Regions from separate parts of the Macaca mulatta genome. Here region 2 is linked to region 1. A link is a contact called in public Hi-C data. All regions are on one chromosome and are shown on one strand. The core of a region is the stretch at or near the end of the contact, and the rest is flanking DNA. Distances in the headings are between cores, read along the strand shown.

Region 1 (3,940 bases), core at 643-3,142:
TCCCATCCTCACTTTACTTCTGAAAACTTAAAATAAATTAAAAGTGTATATAATTGGCTAGGTGCAGTGGCTCATGGGCAACAGAATGAGACTCCAACTAAAAAAAAAAAAGTTTTCCAAGCTCAACACTCATGAGCTGGGCTCCCAGAGTCCCCATCAGGGACAACAACCCCTAAATCCCAACCCCTGCCTCACTCCCAGCAGTCAAGTGCTCAGCGCAGCGCTTCTGGCTACTACCCTATACCTGAATTTGCCCACCAAGTGGACAGGTTTTAAGTCTGGATTGTTTCCTTCTCAGTGTTGGTATGCAGGCTTAAGCTCTGCAAGAAGTTTCTACAAGTTCAACAGCATCAGGTCATACGGTTTTCCTCAGGGTCAATGTTAATGTGTGCTGAACTGGCTGGAGGACTGCCAGGCCCTGCGAGAAGCCTACATTCATTCATCCATCTCCTTCGAGTCCTAACATCAGCCTTAGCAAGTAGGTCCTGTTTTTGGCTCCATTTCTCATATAAGGAAAGTGATGCTTAAAGAGACAAAATTCTCTGTCCATGGTCATAGCCTGGATTTGAACCAGGGTCTTGGGGCTCTTGGAGTTTGTATGCTTACCCCAATATATGCCTGCCTCTAAAGTCATGGCCACTAATTTCCTGTTGGCTGAGTTGTGTGTTTCAGAGGAGGGTCTAAGAAACACTGACTCTTTCAGTGTGCTGTGGGGTCCGTGTATAACTGGGACCCTAGGTTTACCCCTGAGGCTGGCACACAGCCCTGCCCTGTCCCCGCTAACAAAAGTGGACTTGCTGGAGCAGACCAAAGGCCTGGATCAGACCAGGAGGCCACCTCACAAACCCCAAGGGCTGGCAAAATGAGCGGCCTGCGCTTCTTTCCTGGGATACCTAAAATGGAGAGAGATGAGGGTTCCAGGAGAACCAGAGAGGGAGGTATGAAATTCCTCCGAGGAGCCCAGGGTGGCATGTCCGACTGTGTGACACGTAGACAGACAGGGCCTCCACAGGGAGCCATGCCCTACCCCCAGGTCCAGCCGGCTATCTTCTTATAATGCCCACCCACCTTTTTCCCTGCCCACCGGCTGCTGAAAACTCCCACCCCCTCCAAAAAAAGTTCTGTTCCCTCTTCTCTAACCACAAAGGCACTGAAAATGGAGTGGAACCAGAAAGGGAGTCAGGGTGGGTGGAAAGGTATGGGGTCCAGGCTGATAGACCACCCCAGGGTTCTCAAGCAGCAGGGACCACCCCCTTCCCCGCAACACTGTAGGCCAGAACACCCCTCTCCATCAGGTCATTAAATACAGCCCTGGTAACTACACGAGGCAGTTCACCTTGATTACCGAGTCCTTTCTGCGATGTGGAGAGCTTGCGAGAAAGAAATGGGATCCTTTGAGAAGTGAGGGTTTGGAAGTGGGGACAGGAGGGTATCTTTGGGGAGATGGGTGTCTGGGAGGCCCCAAGGGTGCTGTCTGGGGTTAGAGTATTGGGATGTAGAGCTTAAAAGAGGCAACAAGGAAACAGGACCCCGGGTTCAGGAGACGGAGTGGTGAATCCGGGGGCGCCCAACCGGGGTTACCTTGAGTCAAACTTCTTGCCATCTTCGAAAGTGCCGTTGTAGTGGTAGCGCACAAAATCCCCCATCTGCACTTCCCGGGGACAGGCCCTGGGGATGTGGTACCTCTCGATGACCACATCTTCCAGGGGGCCCCCGGCAGGGCTGGCGCGGCCCAGCCCCCTCCCCACGGCCTGCACCACCAGTAGCAGCAACTGCAGCAGGGGGAGCCGGAGGAGGCTGTGGCTGGGGGGGCCCGCGGGGAACATGGTGCCTGGAGTTGGGACCGACAGCAGTGAGGGCGAGCGAGGGAGCCGCCGCCAACCTCCTTCCCCCGCCCCCCGCCTCCCAGAACTAGCTCCCCCGCTTCCTGTCCTCCTCCCCTACCCCCGCCCTGGCTGGTCCACGTGGAATGGGGGCTGGGAAGACAGAGCTGGCCTGGCCAGAGGAGCAGGGGCGGGGGTGGGGGTGCAATAGGAGGAGGGGGCCAGGTTGAGTGTATTAGAGTCGGAGGGAGGCCCCACAAAGAAATCCGGGTTCCCCCTCCCCCCATCTCCATCCCTGGCTGCGAGACCTGGGGCCTGGCCAGGGAGGGAGGCTCGCGAAAGATGAGAACTCTGAGTGGACACCAAATGGAAAAAAAAAAAAAGTTCAATGTCTTTTTCCGGAGCCCCCGGGTCCTAAAGCCAGGCGGAGATGCCCCTTGCTTCTTTCGCCGGCAACTCCAATTCTGGCCCCCTCTAGGTGGGTGGCGAAGCAGCGGAGTGTGAGGGACATCTCGGTGCTCGTCCGTGACCCCAGCTGTGCTAGAAGGGAAGGCATCTCCAGGGAAGAGCAGCTTGGTCCCGCAAAAGCTGGACTGCAAGAAGGACTTTGTGACTTGGGATGTGACGGGCACGGAGACGGAGTGGGGGGTGGTGGCAGCGCAAAGTGTGCAAGTGATAGCAGGTGTGTGCCTCCGACGTGGGCGGGGGAGACACTCGGAGGGTGCAGGAGGGTGCAGGAGGGCGCAGCGACTGAAGGCCCGGCTCCAGGGCTTCCCCCTCGTTTGGGCAGCGCAGAGGCAGCCCTCACTCAGTGTCCTGATCTCAGGCGGGGGCACTGTTTGCGTGGGGAGGGGCTTCCTGGGCTCCCCATCTCTGGCGGGAAGCGCTCCCCGACTCATTCTCTGCCTAGGGGACACCCCCACGGCAGGAGCCCGGGCCGACGGAGAGGACTTAGGACACTATGGGACCCTCCGGGAAAAGAGGGGAGACGTCGTGACCCAGGCCCCGCCCCGCCTTGCCGCCCTCGTGCCCGGCGCTAAGACCCAGCGGGCGCGCGGCCCGCCCTGGGCCTGTCCCTGTCCCCTTCCGTCCGCGGGGCCGCCAGCTCAGCTCTGGAGAGCCGGCGGCGCGGCGGGCATGGCTCGGGTGGCGTGGGGGCTGCTGTGGCTGCTGCTGGGCAGCGCCAGGGCGCAGTACGAGAAGTACAGCTTCCGGGGCTTCCCGCCAGAGGACCTGATGCCGCTGGCCGCGGCCTACGGGCACGCGCTGGAGCAGTATGAGGGCGAGAGCTGGCGCGAGAGCGCGCGCTACCTGGAGGCGGCGCTGCGGCTGCACCGGCTGCTGCGCGACAGCGAGGCCTTCTGCCACGCCAACTGCAGCGGCCCCGCTCCCGCGCCCAAGCCCGACCCAGACGACGGCCGCGCCGACGAGTGGGCCCGCGAGCTGCGGCTCTTCGGCCGCGTCCTGGAGCGCGCCGCCTGCCTGCGGCGCTGCAAGCGGACGCTGCCCGCCTTCCAGGTGCCCTACCCGCCGCGGCAGCTGCTGCGCGACTTCCAGAGCCGCTTGCCCTACCAGTACCTGCACTACGCGCTGTTCAAGGTGGGAGCCCGCCCCCACCCGGGGACCTGTCTCGGGCTGGGCGTCGTGTCACTCCACCGATCGGTCGGAGGAGCGTTGCCTTCACCCGCGGCACGAAGCCAGCTCCGTTCTTACTGACCCGCTCCCCGAACCCCTACCCCCCGACCAGGCTAACCGGCTGGAGAAGGCGGTGGCGGCGGCCTACACCTTCCTCCAGAGGAATCCGAAGCACGAGCTGACCGCCAAGTACCTCAACTACTACCGGGGGATGCTGGACGTCGCCGACGAGTCCCTCACGGACCTAGAGGCCCAGCCCTACGAGGTGGGGTGGAGGGGCAGGAGGAGGGTCCCGCCGATAGGACTTGTAGAGGAGGGGAGATGTTGAGGGCGCCCTGACTTCCCCTGCCACGCCCCTTCCAGGCCGTGTTCCTCCGGGCTGTGAAGCTCTACAACAGCGGGGATTTCCGCAGCAGCACGGAGGACATGGAGCGGGCCTTGGCAGAGTACATGGCGGTCTTTGCCCGGTGCCTGGCCGGCTG
Region 2 (3,940 bases), core at 751-3,250, 57 kb before region 1:
CACATGCCACCACACCCAACTAATTTTTTTTTTTTTGAGACGGAGTCTCGCTCTGTCGCCCAGGCTGGAGTGCAGTGGCATGATCTCTGCTCACTGCAAGCTCCGCCTCACGGGTCCATGCCATTCTCCTGCCTCAGCCTCCCGAGTAGCTGGGACTACAGGTGCCCGCCACCTCGCCCAGCTAGTTTTTTTTTTTTTTTTTTTGTATTTTTTAGTAGAGACAGGGTTTCACCGTGTTAGCCAGGATGGTCTTGATCTCCTGACCTTGTGATCCACCCGTCTCGGCCTCCCAAAGTGCTGGGATTACAGGCTTGAGCCACCGCGCCCGGCCCCCTAATTTTTGTATTTTTAGTAGAGATGGGGTTTCACCATATTGGTCAGGCTGGTCTCAAACTCCTGACCTCGTGCGTGATCCACCTGCCTCGCGCCTCCCAAAGTGCTGGGATCACAGGTGTGAGCCACCTCGCCCGGTTTAATTTTGAGACAGGATCTCACTCTGTCGCCCAGGCTGGAGTACAGTGGCTCGATCTCTGCTCACTGAAACCTCCGCCTCCAGGGTTCAAGCTATTCTCCCTGCCTCAACCTCCCAAGTAGCTAGGATTACAGGTGCCCACCACCACACCCGGCTAATTTTTGTATTTTTAAGTAGAGGCGGGATTTCACCACGTTGGCCAGGCTGGTCTCCAACTGCTGACCTCAAGTGATCCGCCCGCCTCGGCGTCCCAAAGCACCGGGGTTACAGGCGCCCGCCACCGTTCCCAGCTAATTTTCGAATTTTTATTAGAGACGGGATTTTGCCATGTTGTGCAGGCTAGTCTGGAACTCCTGGGCTCAGGCGGTCCGTCCACCTCCGGCTCCCAAAGTGTTGGGATTACAGGCGTCAGCCACCGCGCCCGGCCCAAAAGTAGCTTTTAAATTATCTTTTCAACAAGTATATACTGATCATTGGCCATGAACCAAAGCACTATGCAGACGCTTGGCTTCAGTATCATCTCATTGAATCCTCATTATGAGCTTACAAATTAGGCAATATTCCCGTGTTTAGAAATTAAAATAGGGGGCCGGACGCGGCGGCTCACGCCTGTAATCCCAGCACTTTGGGAGGCCAAGGCGGGCGGATCACGAGGTCAGGAGATCGAGACTATCCTGGCTAACACGGTGAAATCCCATCTCTACTAAAAATACAAAAAATTAGCCGGGCGTGGCGGCGGGCTCCCGTAGTCCCAGCTACTCGGGAGGCTGAGGCAGGAGAATGGCGTGAACGCGGGAGGCGGAGCTTGCAGTGAGCCGAGATGGCGGCACTGCACTCCAGCCTAGGAGACAGAGCAAGACTCCGTCTCAAAATAAGTAAATAAATAAATAAAAGAAAATAAATTAGGGGGCCGGGCGCGGTGGCTCACGCCTGTAATGAGGTCAAGAGATAGAGACCATCCTGACTAACACGGTGAAACCCCGTCTCTATTAAAAACACAAAAAATTAACTGGGTGTGGTGGCGGGCGCCTGTAGTTCCAGCTACTAGGGAGGCTGAGGCACGAGAATCGCTTGAACCCGGGCAGCACGCCACTGCACTCCATCCTGGGCGACAGAGAGAGACTCCGTCTCAAAAACAAACAAACAAACAAAACAAAACAAAAAACAAAAAAACGGATAAAAAGTAACTCATTCATCCCTCATCCACCTAGCTGAGGCTAGATCTTATAAAAATCCTGTATTGCCACTCAAGGCTTTAACAACAGGTGATGGTCTAGGTGGCTTTTACTCGACAAAATGACTGCAGAGAGCATGCTACCCACTAAGGAAAGGGAGCCAGCCATCCTCGCACCGACGTCCTCGTGGGGAGGCCTGGGGCGAAGTCATCCCGACTGGGCGACAGTTACAGCCGAACCTCACCAGGGCAGGCAGGGCTGCCGGAGGCAAGGCGGCGCATGCGCGGCCCGCGGGCTACCCGGCTCCGCCCCGCGCGCACTATTTAATCCCAGAATCCCTCTGTGTCGCACCAAACGGCCGCATAGTTCCGAGGCTGCGGAGGCCGGGCGCGGTGGCGTCAAGATGGCGGCTGCGGCAGTGGCGGCGGCGGCGGCGGCGGCCGCGGCTGCATCTCTTCAGGTGCTGGAGATGGAGAGCATGGAGACGGCCGCTGCCGGCTCGGCAGGCCTGGCCGCCGAGGTCCGAGGCAGCGGCACGGTGGACTTCGGGCCTGGGCCAGGGATCTCTGCAATGGAGGCGAGCGGGGGCGATCCGGGCCCAGAAGCCGAGGATTTCGAGTGCAGCTCTCACTGTTCAGAGCTGTCCTGGCGGCAGAACGAGCAGCGACGCCAGGGCCTCTTCTGCGACATTACCCTGTGCTTCGGCGGGGCTGGAGGCCGCGAGTTCCGGGCCCACCGCTCGGTACTGGCTGCCGCCACCGAGTACTTCACGCCCCTGCTCTCGGGCCAGTTTTCCGAGTCCCGCTCGGGACGGGTGGAGATGCGCAAGTGGAGCTCCGAGCCGGGGCCCGAACCCGACACTGTGGAAGCCGTTATCGAGTACATGTACACCGGGCGCATCCGCGTCAGCACGGGCAGCGTGCACGAGGTGCTGGAGTTGGCCGACAGGTAGGCGAGGGGGGTGGGAGCACGGAGGGCGGCGGGCGCGGAGAAGGGGAGATGCTCGCCGGCGGAGGGGAGGGCAGTGCCTGCCACGGCAGCTCGCGAGTCCTGAGTGAACGCATTGGGTTCACACTCGCTGAGCGCCTACTGGGGGGCAGCCAACCGCGGTGGGCGAGGAGGATGCACCGTCAGGTCGCGCCTCGCGCCCAAGAAGCTCAGATACTAGGTGGTGGGACAAAAGTGATGGAAAGGAAAGTCAGTATGTGGTAAGCGTTGTGCTGACGTTCAAAAGGAGTGAAAGGCTAGGGATTGAATAAAGACCTTTCTGAGGAGGTGACGTTTAGACAGACCTCTGAATGTCAAAAAATAACTGACCGTGCAAAGATGGGGAATGAATATTCCAGACAGCGCAAAGGCCCTCAGGCAGGATCCAGTTTGGCTTAGAGAAGAGAATTAAAATACAGTCTAGTGACGCTGGATCTAGTGGATGAAGGGGAGAAGGATGCGTGAGATGCGTTTGAATAAGGAGCTTGAATTTCACTGAGTGTGATAGGAAACTGAGTAAATAAATGATCTGATTTAAATATTTTAATATTATTCTGCCACTGTGGTAAACGGATTGTAGGGAGCAGGAATGCTCCAGAGACTGGTTAGCAGGCAGGTAATACCGTTTATAGAGATGGAGAGGCATTTGTTTTGGCAATTATCATTTTACAGATTCCTTAACAAAAATGCCTGTTGAGCGCCGATTACGCATCAGCTCAGATGCGGGATTCTAAGGTGCTAGGGTTTCAGCAGTGATCAAAACAGACAAAAGTCCTTTTCCTTATCGCACTTACGTTGGTAGATAGACGGTAAATAAGTAAAATGTATAGCCTGTTGGATGATTGTTATCACTGATGAAAAATAAAGCATGGAGGGAGTACATAGAAAGTGCTGGGGGAGAGGAAGTGTTTGTCAAATTGCCTGGATAGAGAATGCCCTATGAAGAAGACGTTTTGCTAAGAACCAAAGGAGATAAGGTAGACTGTGTCAGGTAGGGGACACAGGTACAGAGGCTCTGAGGTGGAGCTTGTCTGTATGTTAGAGAACAGCGGGGAGCCAGTGTGGCTGTATCAAAGGGATGCAGGGTGAGAGGAACAGGAGAAGCCTCAGGATGGTAATGGGTATGGATCCAGATCCCATAGGGCCTTGATGGTCTGTGGAAGGACATGAGCTTTTACTCTGATAGAAATGGGAAGGTTTGGGGTAGAGGAATGATGCAGTCTCGTTTGATGAATAGTGCTGTGTTGAAAAAAGGATGTGGCGGCCAGGCCCGGTGGCCCATGCCTATAATCTCATCACTTTGAGA

The links. Hi-C and Micro-C count contacts between places; a contact is called where the count stands out from the background.
Region 2: a contact with region 1 is called in a Hi-C map of fetal cortical plate, with 1.7 times the contacts expected there. The contact joins the promoter of KLHL11 here to the promoter of FKBP10 in region 1. A contact is called at or near these places in 2 of 14 Hi-C or Micro-C datasets (cortical neurons and fetal cortical plate).

What each region holds. Positions count from the first base shown.
Region 1 is chr16:66,140,487-66,144,426 of T2T-MMU8v2.0, reverse strand. FKBP10 (FKBP prolyl isomerase 10) reads right to left here and starts at 1,892. Exons shown (of 10, transcript NM_001260551.1): 1 at 1,582-1,892. The coding sequence starts at 1,826. It overlaps P3H4 (prolyl 3-hydroxylase family member 4 (inactive)), which reads left to right and starts at 2,927. Exons shown (of 8, transcript XM_028836480.2): 1 at 2,927-3,422; 2 at 3,571-3,723; 3 at 3,822-3,940. The coding sequence starts at 2,961.
Region 2 is chr16:66,197,155-66,201,094 of T2T-MMU8v2.0, reverse strand. It overlaps KLHL11 (kelch like family member 11), which reads left to right and starts at 2,000. Exons shown (of 4, transcript XR_013406793.1): 1 at 2,000-2,595.